Regions from separate parts of the Mus musculus genome. Here region 2 is linked to region 1. A link is a contact called in public promoter capture Hi-C data. All regions are on one chromosome and are shown on one strand. The core of a region is the stretch at or near the end of the contact, and the rest is flanking DNA. Distances in the headings are between cores, read along the strand shown.

Evidence for each region. Promoter capture Hi-C pulls out the DNA fragments that hold promoters and counts their contacts.
Region 2: a contact with region 1 is called in a promoter capture Hi-C map of second pharyngeal arch cranial neural crest, with 3 times the contacts expected there. A contact is called at or near these places in 3 of 39 promoter capture datasets (hippocampal neurons, pre-B cells and second pharyngeal arch cranial neural crest), 2 of 130 datasets of targeted methods (astrocytes and embryonic forebrain) and 1 of 9 other capture datasets (embryonic tail).

Annotation. Positions count from the first base shown.
Region 1 is chr19:14,887,213-14,892,495 of GRCm38.p6, reverse strand. No RefSeq gene overlaps it. Among named protein-coding and RNA genes, the nearest start is that of Tle4, 290 kb to the right of the region's middle.
Region 2 is chr19:15,983,565-15,988,888 of GRCm38.p6, reverse strand. It overlaps C130060C02Rik (RIKEN cDNA C130060C02 gene), which reads right to left and starts at 3,814. Exons shown (of 3, transcript NR_045355.1): 1 at 3,597-3,814; 2 at 2,257-2,382. It overlaps Cep78 (centrosomal protein 78), which reads left to right and starts at 3,900. Exons shown (of 15, transcript NM_198019.2): 1 at 3,900-4,276. The coding sequence starts at 4,009.

The sequences.
Region 1 (5,283 bases), core at 821-3,320:
GGCTACATTCCTGATGTTCAAACCAAGCCCTCTGGTGTGGACACCTTAACATAAACTTGCAAAGAACCCACATCTGAACCAACTGTGTACTTAGTACAGACATTATTTTGATATCCAATGATGAAATCTGCACCCATGCAGACCTTCAGTGGCAAAGGGTTGTGGTCCACACTGAAAGGAAAACATGCTTTTTTGGGTGGTCTATGATGCTTAATAAGAACAGTTAAAAAGGAAAAGCATCTCCTTTGTGAGATGGGATGGGAGGGAGATAGAAGCTTCAGGCTTTCCCCACAGGAACTCTGCTTGCTGCTATTAACACAATTAACCTCTCATTGTTAATGACCAAGGTCATTTCCCATGGAATCATCAGGGCAGTTTCTCACTTGAATGTGTGTGTTCTCTCTATCTCTCCCCTCCCCCCCCCCCCCCGCAACACACACACACACACACACACACACACACACACACCAGGGTCTCGCCTGTAATCTGTAATTCCTGCTTGCTCGACTGTGGGCGTTTCAGGACATCCCCTCACAGTTATGAAACTACTGACCGGTGGAGCCTTCCCTGCAGATGGATTTCATTCAGGACTTGAGCTATTATATTAATGGGTTTAATTTAAACAGGACTAGCCTCGCTGGCCAAATTACTGCCATTTAAATCAATTGGTTTAGGGGAAAGACAGCCTGACCAGAGCTATTAGACTTCAATTTATTACTGTATCGGCTTTTAAACCGGGCAAAGTAAGTTTGCTAATGTCTGTCCTCTGTCCCCTGAGCTCAAGTGCAAAACAAAGTAATGAGATTCTCTGGAGTTTGAAAAGAAAAAAGAGAACGTGAAAAAATATATATTAATTTTGAGTCACTGTCTCACGAGGCCAGATAAGGTGCCCCCCCCCCCCCGCAGGAATCCCCATCATAAGACTCTATAGATGTCTTTGATTCCCTTCATTAAACTGAGATTCAAATGACCTCACAGATGTATTACTTTAAAAAGCCTTTTTCCTTGGATCTTTCTTCTTCATGAAAAAAAATAAGCACGGCTTTTTTTTTTTTTTTTTCCTCTCCCTCACACGCACATTTCAACCTGATTCAAATAGAGAGGCAAAGGGGGAGAAAATGCTTTAGATGTGCTCTTTGATTTTTTCCAATCTCGCCTGAATAAAATGGAATGAGAAATCAAGAACACTCAATTAATTGCAACACTGGGTGTCACTAGGAGAGGGAGGGGGAGATGAAAGGCGCATTAGAGATGCGCAGCCTTAACAAATGCATGGATTCAAAGAAGGAAGAAGACGGAAATAAAAAAGCGTGTCTGTATTTTATTGCACTCGGTAAGCTTTTCGCTTGTATTTATAGCTGCAATTATATCTCAATGAGGTTTGTCTACAGTGTTGGCTTCACGCTAATTTTCCCCCTCACTGCATTCTTGGAATAGGCTCGGACTGTTTATGAACCAGACATATTGACCTCATTTACAGCTAGCAGTTTAAATCCATAATTTTTCCACCCACAATCCCTCTTTGACATTCCGGCGGTGCGGCCGGCTCAGCGAGACTGAACTAAAAGTCTCACACTTCATTGAACACCATTATGCGGCTTTATGCTTATGAGCCTGTTTCCCTCGGCTGCCTTTCAGCTTTGCTGGAGATCCGTTTGGCCACAGGCCGGCAGTGATTAAGTGGAAGAATCCAATAAATCACCCTGTCAGCCAGCAGGCTCTCCTCACTGTGTCTACACATCGACATTTGGATTTGCGCCTCTCTCCTCTCTCCCTCTCTCTCTTTTGATTTTCTATCCCTCTTTCCCTCTCCTCCCCTCTTCCTACAGTGCCATTAAAACACCTCTTTCCCTTCACACAAGGTGAACTTGAACTGCTATTGTGAACAGGGTTCCCTCTGAGCCCTCTGGAGAGACAGGCTCCTTTGATTTGCAGTTCCCAGGTCCTGACTTTCCCTCCCCCCACCTTTCCAATTAATTCACCCCTTAATTCTTAGGCCTCGAGGAGGGGGATGGAAAGGGGTGGACCATCAGAGCAAGTGAGAAAGAGAGAGCAGAGTGCTGAAATACCCCAGCTTCCCGTCGGCTCCCTGGCCTCTGGGGAAGCCACAGCACAAGAAGGGGAGGGGAGACTCTCCTCGTAGACTCACATCAGAGCCTTGGCTGGTCTAGTCATAGTCTTTTCGGACCAGTCTTTTCCTTGGGGGTGCACGTGCTGAGTTCACTATTAATTAGCCACGCGCAGGTTTCCCCCGACTATTCCAAGTTGGGTCTGGAAGAAGGATCCAACTCAGGCCTGACGAGCCTTTCCTGGTGTTATCAGCTGAGCGTGTAGGCAGCAAGCTCCCCTCTGTTCTCACTGGTGAACTGAGTTTGTGGAACAGCCTCTTCTTTGGCTTGCCTGGTAATTTCCTGACCCTGTCTCTTTGGTATTCTCTGCATAGCCACAGTTGTCTTTTGTCTGGGATTATTTCTGCACTGTGAGCACAAGCATTTGTTTGATGTCCCAGACATCAAATATACTGTACACTCTCTGAGTGGCCAAAGGAAGTTGGATTCTTGCTTTTGAAAATTCCACTGGCAGAAATGACAAAAGGCAGTATGAACTCCAGACACAAAAGATGGGACAGAGGATGACGGGACCAGTCTGGGGTAGGTACAGCCTTCTCTCCTCCCTAATAGCATGGAATAGAGAAGCGCCTTGGCTATGCTGTGGGTATGTGTAACCGCAGAAATAGCCTGTGAGCCAGAAAGGAAATCGATACAGTCACCAAGGGGTGGCCTGCCTTTGTTATGGGCTTCCAGTCAGTGTTGGGTAGGAAGAAGATCTTACAGAGAGACAAGGATGCCTTTGTGTCCATGCCTCCACCTCTCAACTGATGCTCAGTATGTGTTTCTTACTTCATGTTTGCATTTTGTAAGCTGCCTTCTGCCTTCTGCAAGGTAGCTACATGGATAAGCAGTTAATCAGGACATTATATAGACCTTCAGAAGGAAACTACGAAAGAAAAATGCTCTTACACTCTTCCTGGTATATTCCCCATACCTGACATGCGATAGGAAGTTAGCAGATGTAGTTTCTTCTAAACTCCTTGTTGGTATTAATGTCACTATGCCTCCAAACTTGTATTTTGAAATGTTAACTCCTTAGGTGGTTGTAGTAGAAAATGGAGTCTGTGAAAGACAATTGGGTCATGGGGTGGGACCCTTGTGGATGGGATTATCGTCCTTACAAAAGAGTCCCAGAGAACTCTCTCGGGCTCTCCACCCCAGACTTGCGGGCTCCAGAGAGGTGAGAAATTTCTACTAGTTACAAGCCACACAGCCTGTGGTACATTACCATACCAACCTGAACTCACTGAGAGCTCTATACACAGTGATGCATGTAAATTTTACTCAAGAGAAATGGATATGGCCCTTAGGGATCAGCAACTATCATAGTCTATTTACCTTCCCAATTTAATAGCCAGCAGCTCCTCTATCCCACCCTCGCCACCCCCACTGCTTGCTTTACTTAGCCTTCTCCCTCTTTGTTCCGTACACTATCATGGATGAGTGAACACAGAACCAAAATCCAAATCACTGTGGGGGAGACAAAACTCATTCCATTAGTTGCTGCTTTGACAACATTCCGTCGAATTGCATGGAAACAGCTAGGAGAGCAGCTAAGAAAGTGGCTATGGGAAAGATGCTGCAATCACTCCTTTCCCCACTCCTGAAGATCATAAAAGGGAAAGAACTCCATGATAACGCTTAACTCGAGTCCCTATCCCCCCCCCCCCCCGCACAACGCCCTAGGTTCTCCGTATTTGACATTCTATAAAAATATGAAGATTCTCCACCAATTATGCATACACAGTGAAGAAAACAGCTTCTATGAGTTGCTCAGTAATTGCAGAGATAGGGCAGGGATACATTTATTCAAAAACTAAAATCTGTCAAGGGTAGAAATTTACATGATGCTCAGATAACCTCCATTGTCAAAGGCATGGAAACTGCACCTGCCTTCAAAAAACACTGAAGTTATTGCATGAATCAAGTTGCCACAGAGTGACTCAGTTTCTCTGTAATGGAGAAATAATAGAAGTATTTGTTACCTTGTCATAGTGAATAGCTCTTTTGAGAAAGAATGATATATGTAAAGTGCTTTGAGCTGCCACTGAGAGAGGAGGTGATCTTGGAATTTATGTCAGCATTATCATTAAGCCTTTTCTCCCGGGGACTCGGTAGTTTTCAATATTGTTGCATTGATTCCAGTAGCTTCACAAACAGGAGGAACAATAGTCAAGAGACAAGATCAGGCAAGAGACCAGGACCTTCTTTCTGGTTCTTCATCAGGCTAGCTCTGTGAGATGAAGGAAGGCCTCGTGGTCCTCTGTTCTTTCACCTGTAAAATGGGGGTAGCACTGAATGATGTCCGAGATTTTCTCCACAATGCTAAGTGCAGGAAAAAAAGAAGCATCCATCCTTGATGGTATAATTTTGCACAATGGCCTTCTCCTAAGACTCTTTCCATCTGGATTTTAGCCACATGCTCTCTCCATGGTCCCATTTGGCCTTATGTCAATCGTGAATTAGTATTGTTACTCTCCTCCTGCCTGACAGCATAGGCAATGTCTAAAGTCTCGGGTTTGGTCTTCTCATTTTCTTCTTCATGCCACCTCCCCCACTTTAGAGATTTTAGCTGGAATTGTCACCTCTGTGTGACGAACTGGATTCTCTCTCTAGTTCTGATTACCTTTTTATAATCCATATGCATCATCCCTACTGCCTGAGACGTATGTCTACCAACATCTCAAGTTCCGAAATGGAAGAACATGCTCCTGCATCCTAACTCCACTGAATCAGCTGAAGGTAGAAATATAAACATTACATATGTGTGCCAGTAAGAATGGCACAGTTCCCATTGCTCAGAGACAAACCCCAAGTCTTATGTCTAACAACAAAGGCATTCTATAATAGTTATGGCCAAATTAACTTTTCCGACCACATTCTCACCAATGATCTTTGTGAACTTTGTGTTCTTTTCCCAGATTCTACACCCTCTCTTTCCCACATCATTCCTCCCAGCTGGGTAGAGCTATCATGATCTTAGGCCCTGTCAAAGTGGATGGGATACATTTTTCCAGATTCCAGGCCTTTCCATAATTCTGTTTTCTAGATATCTATAATTACCTTCAACTCTGAAAATCCTAAGTGAATTATTATGACTCTTTTTTTTTAAACAAATATCATTATGCATGGAACACATGTAGTATAACCTTGATTGTACTGTTGTAGTAGA
Region 2 (5,324 bases), core at 2,565-5,064, 1.1 Mb before region 1:
AGAGGGAGAGGGTTGAGGGAGAGGGAGAGGGAGAGGGAGAGGGAGAGGGAGAGGGAGAGGGAGAGGGAGAGGGAGAGGGAGAGGGAGAGGGAGAGGGGGAGGAGAGAGACTGAGACCCAAGGATGGTGCCACCAAGCCAATGCTGGGTCATAGGGGTTGTCTTAGTTAAGGTTTTATTGCTGTGAAGAGACATCATGACCATGACAACTCTAATAAAGGACAACATTTAATTGGGGTCTGTCATAAAGTTCAGATGCTTATTCCATTGTTATCATGGTGCCAATCGTGGTGGCATGCAGGCAGACATGGTGCTGGAGAAAGAGCTGTGAGTTCCACATTCAAATTCAAAGGCAGCAGGAAGAAAGAGAAAGAGTGACACTTGGCCTGGCATGAGCATCAAAGCCCACCCCCAGTTACATACTTCCTCCCATAAGTCTACACGTACTCCAAGGCCACACCTCCTAACAGTACCATTCCCTAAGGACCTATGGGAGCCATTTCATTCAAACCACTGGCACGGGCTGAGGATGGGGTGAAGTTATCCAACGAAATAAAGGAGCACTGTGTGTATAGGCCCAACAGGAAGGAGAGTGAAGTGGAAACTTAAGGGTTCATTGGAAAGTCGGTTGGATAGTGTTTTGGTGGGGCAAACGTGTGAAGGAAAGTTTTGTTAAAGTGGACAGATGTCAAAGGCTAAGGCGGACTCAGACACAGGAGAGAGGATGTTCTGCTAAAGTAAGTATGTGAAAGGACACGTGATAGAGGATTCTTTGCTAACAACACACATGTATTGGTCCACCTTATGTTGCAGAGTTGAGCTGCATTTATCAGAAATCCATAGAGAGAAACACACCAAAAAACTTCCAGTGGTGTGCTGTAGTTTGTTGCCACTTCCAATGACTCTAAGGCAAGACCCATGCTGAGGCAAGACACGTGGAGGACATGTGATGTTTGGAGGGTATAAATAGGACTCCACAGAGTGAGAGACAGAGTTTGGTTGGCTGGCACAGCCTTTGTGCAACGCTTGTGGGTCTCCCATCTTCACTGATCTTCACTTCTCCAAGAGACACAGTTGAGAACTTCTGGTCTCCCTCCAGGTCCCTCCTGCTGACTTCAGTCAAGGCTGAGGCCTGGCTGTCTCGGCTAGGTTATGTCACCACTATTGCTAACCGGACTCTACTGAATTGGACTGCTGGTGTATCCGTGAAGTGTTTGTGAGTAGATCAAGCTGTCACTGCCTGCTAACCTGTGAACTGAACTGCTGATTTCCAAGAAAAACAGACAGGAATTGCTTCAAAGAACCTTTCTAAACAGGTCTAGGTCCCCCGTACCCTTTCTATTTCACCCTGTATCTGGTGGGTGGTGGGTTACATGGAAGGTTAAAGCATTTAAGAACCATCATTAAAAATAAGATTTGAAAAAAATTAAAGGTGCAGGAAAGACTATTGGAAACTTCCAGCAATGCTTTGTGTTCAGAGAAGTCAGGAAGAAGTGCAGCAAGAAACAAGACAAGAGGTATTCCAATGATGAAAGCATCTAACTGCTAAGCTAAAGGACACAGATCTGAGAACTCTCTGGCTTTCCACTTAGGATGGACAAGCAGAAAGATGAGAGAGACTGAAAAGGGACTGGCAGAACACAAAAAATTAACTTCAACAAGGACAGGGAGAGGAAGGTTTAAGAAAATGATGGACAGCTACATTAAGAAAATAAATGAATTATACAAAATTCTCCACCATGTATCAACATGGACGAACCTAGCAAAAAGAACAGTAACTAGGAAAAATTTGCTAGAGGGCCATGTACAAATGGCAGAACTATTAAGACACCCACTGCAGAGAGGCACAGAAGGCTTGGTGACACAGTTGTCTCGGTGTGGAAGAAGACCGTAGTTGTGATAGAGAGAATGGCTCCACAAGGCTCCCAACAGAAATGGTGATGTTTCCTCCCAAGCTAGGTGGTGGGTAAACTAACTCACTATTTTACTTTAAATATTGTACAAAAAACTCACTGTCCATAGCTAGGAAATCTTAGTGGAGTGGGTGGTGTCTGTAGTGTTGAAAAAAGGTTGTAGAACTCAGTTAGTGGGAGAGGAATGTTATGAACACAGTGTCTAAAGCTTGATTGGAGACTGTCATTGTTCTAGAGACTGGATACAAGTTCAGGACATCTGGCTAGTTCTCAGGATTTATGCTAACTGCACAATTCATCACTTTGCACATCTGTAAAGCAGATATGTAACAGTATATTTCTTACGGGGAAAGGTGGAACTCTATTTAAACTGACTGGCTGAATGTAGTGGCTCCTTCCTATAATCCCAGCACTCAGGAAGCTGAAAGAAGATGACGAAGTCCAGAAGAGGCCAGGCTACGTAGCAAGACACTGTATCAAAGTAAAATAAAATAAAATAAAATAAAATAAATAAACAATGCTACAGAAATAAAAAGTACTAGTTATCAGTGTTAGCCACAATCTTCATCATCCATCCAAAAGAAACAAAAGCCAGAATAGAGCCTTCCATTTACGAGAACACTTCGCAGTTACCAATGACAGACTAAAAACAACAAACTTATGTTTTAAAAGAAGTGAATGAGGACACAAAAGACTTAACTGTGGACATTTAGCCTGTCATTCATAATGTCTCTTGAATATAGTATGCCTTATAAACAGAAAATCAAACTCATACCTCAGGAATTTATAAATGTGCTTTAAAGTATTTCAGAGAAATGGCTTAGCACTTAGGTGCACTTAACTGCCCTTCCAGAGGACTGGGTTCCATTCCCAGCACCTATGGTGGGTGGGTCACAAATGTCTCAAATGCCTATAACTTCAGGTCCAAGGCATCTGACGCCCCTTTCTGATATCCCTAAGCACTGTGTACACGTGTCACTCACACACACACACACACACACTGAATAAAAATATAAGCAAATCTTTTACAAATGTAACTGAAATGGTGGCTAGAGACAGCTCTTCTTTCAGAGGCTCTGAGTCTGGTTCCCAGCACCTACACTGACTGGCTCACTACCACCTGTAACACCAGTTCCAGAGGATCTGATGCCTTCTTCTGGTCACTCTGGACACTTGCACACAGATAGCATACAGGCACGTACCCATAAATAAATCCTTAAAAAGAATAAAACAGACTGATGTATTTATTACCCAGAGTTCACTTTGTTTCTGCTCAAAGTAATTCATTTTAATGCATAACTAAATAACATGACATAGGGAATAAAATAGCTCAACTTAACCACTGCTGAGTGAATCCCAAGTTCACTTTCCATAGCTATTATGCTCAATGTTACTAACTCTGTTAAAATCATTAATAATAAAACCGTAATGAAATTATGGTCTCTCTGTGATACAGGAGTCGTCTTCGAGTTTATTTAGAGTACTAACATTGAAAACTAGTAAGAGTTCGAGGCCAACCTAGTCTACAAAGTGAGTTCCAGGACAGCCAGGACTGTTATACAGAGAAACGTTGTCTCAAACAACACATAGAGAGATAGAGAGGGAGAGAAATATCCACCATCAATGGAGGATACTAAGCTAAACTCTAGCTTTGCCTAACCCAAAGAAGAGAGGAAGGAAGCCACCTGGTTTGCATACGTGTTGGGAAATTCTTCTTGTGACTTCTCTCGGTGAGGAAGCATAAACAGTTGAGCGCTTCTAACAGTCTTCTCGAGGCTAAACCCGCTTCTCAGTTCTCAGGTCAAGCCCGGTTCTCAGGTCGTCACTCCATTGCACCTCACTTTTGGTACCCAGAGGCGCGCTCACTGCAGAGCATCTACTCGCCTCCAGCTGATGGCGCGTTGGACGTAGCGAGCCCGGGTGGGCGTGGCCCGCGCTCTGACGCACAGCGAGCGCGCCGACGCATGCGCACGTCGCCCGCGGGAGCTCGCCGGTGACTAGAACGGCGGCGGCGGCTCCCAGAGCGGGCGCTAACCGCCCGAGGCGTGGCGGGAGGCGGCGCGGGGCGGCTGGTGGAGGTCCCCGGGGTTGCCGGTCATGATCGACTCGGTGAAGCTCCGGCGCGACTGCGCGGCCGACTTCTTCTCGCACTACGAGTACCTGTGCGCGCTGCAGGACTCCGTGCCGCTGCCCGCCGTGCGCGCCTGCCTGCGGGACGGCGTGCTGGACTTCAATGCCGACCGGCTGCGCGCGGTGGACTGGGCACCGCTGCTCAGCACGCTCAGGGTGAACCGCGACCTGCCGCTGGTGGCCATCAAGAGCTCCTTCCAGCCGTGGCTCGGGGAAACAGTTCTGCGGTCCGGAGGTGCGAGGGTTTGGTCGGAGAAGTGGGAGCCCGGTGCAGGATCAGCCTGCGAAGCGGCCTCCACCTAGCCACAAAGGAGTTTTTGCCGCCGCCTCCCTTGCAGGTTGCCGCCTCGGTCCGTTGTCTGGAGTAGTCAAGCTAGGGAGTAGAACTCGACACTGCCCCTTATTACAGCGAGGATGACCAACTCTGCACCCCGAGGGGAATATGCGTGATAATTTAGCAAATGGTCCCTGCCCTCTCTTCTTTTAGGGGTTTAAATGTACAATCTCCCTTCATTCGTAATTGCAAGTTTAATACAGAAAAGGAGAAGGTTAAAGATGGAAAGAAAAAAATGTATAACAAAAAAATAATCAGGGACGTCTTTTTTGATTTTTAGAAAAATATTTGAGGGTTTTGCCTTCGCGTGTGTATGTGCACTATGTGTGTGCAGTGCCTGCGGAGTACAGAAAAGGGGGTAAGAGGTCGGAGTCCATATGTGAACCACCATATGGATGCTGGGAACCGAACTCGCATCCTTTGCAAGAGCAGCAAGTATGTCCAACCATTGAGCCATCTCTCCAGCCCAAGGGACTATTATTATTTGTTTCTTTTATTTATTTATTTATTTATTTATTTATTTATTTATTTATTTATTTATTTATTTATTTGAGAGACAGGGTTTCTCTGTGTAGCCCTGGCTATCTTGGAACTCACTCTGTAGACCAGGCTGGCCTTGAACTCAGAGTCTGGCCTGCCTCTGCCTCTCGAGTGCTGGGATTGAAGGCGTGCGCCACCACTGCCCGACTGGAACTATTATTTTTGACGAACCCGTTGTAAAACAGTTGACTCTGGTTATTTGCAGATAACGTATTTACAAGTTCCTTTCATTTGAATTTTTGTAACTCCCAGCCAAGTCTTTGTGGTGCTTCTATGGTCATTCATGAACACCCGCCCAGAAGCCAAAAAAAAAAAATTACCATCCAATATATATGTTCCTTACTGATTTGCATATTTGTGTGTTTGTGTATCTTAGTATTGGCGTATGTGCACACTCAGAAACAAGAAA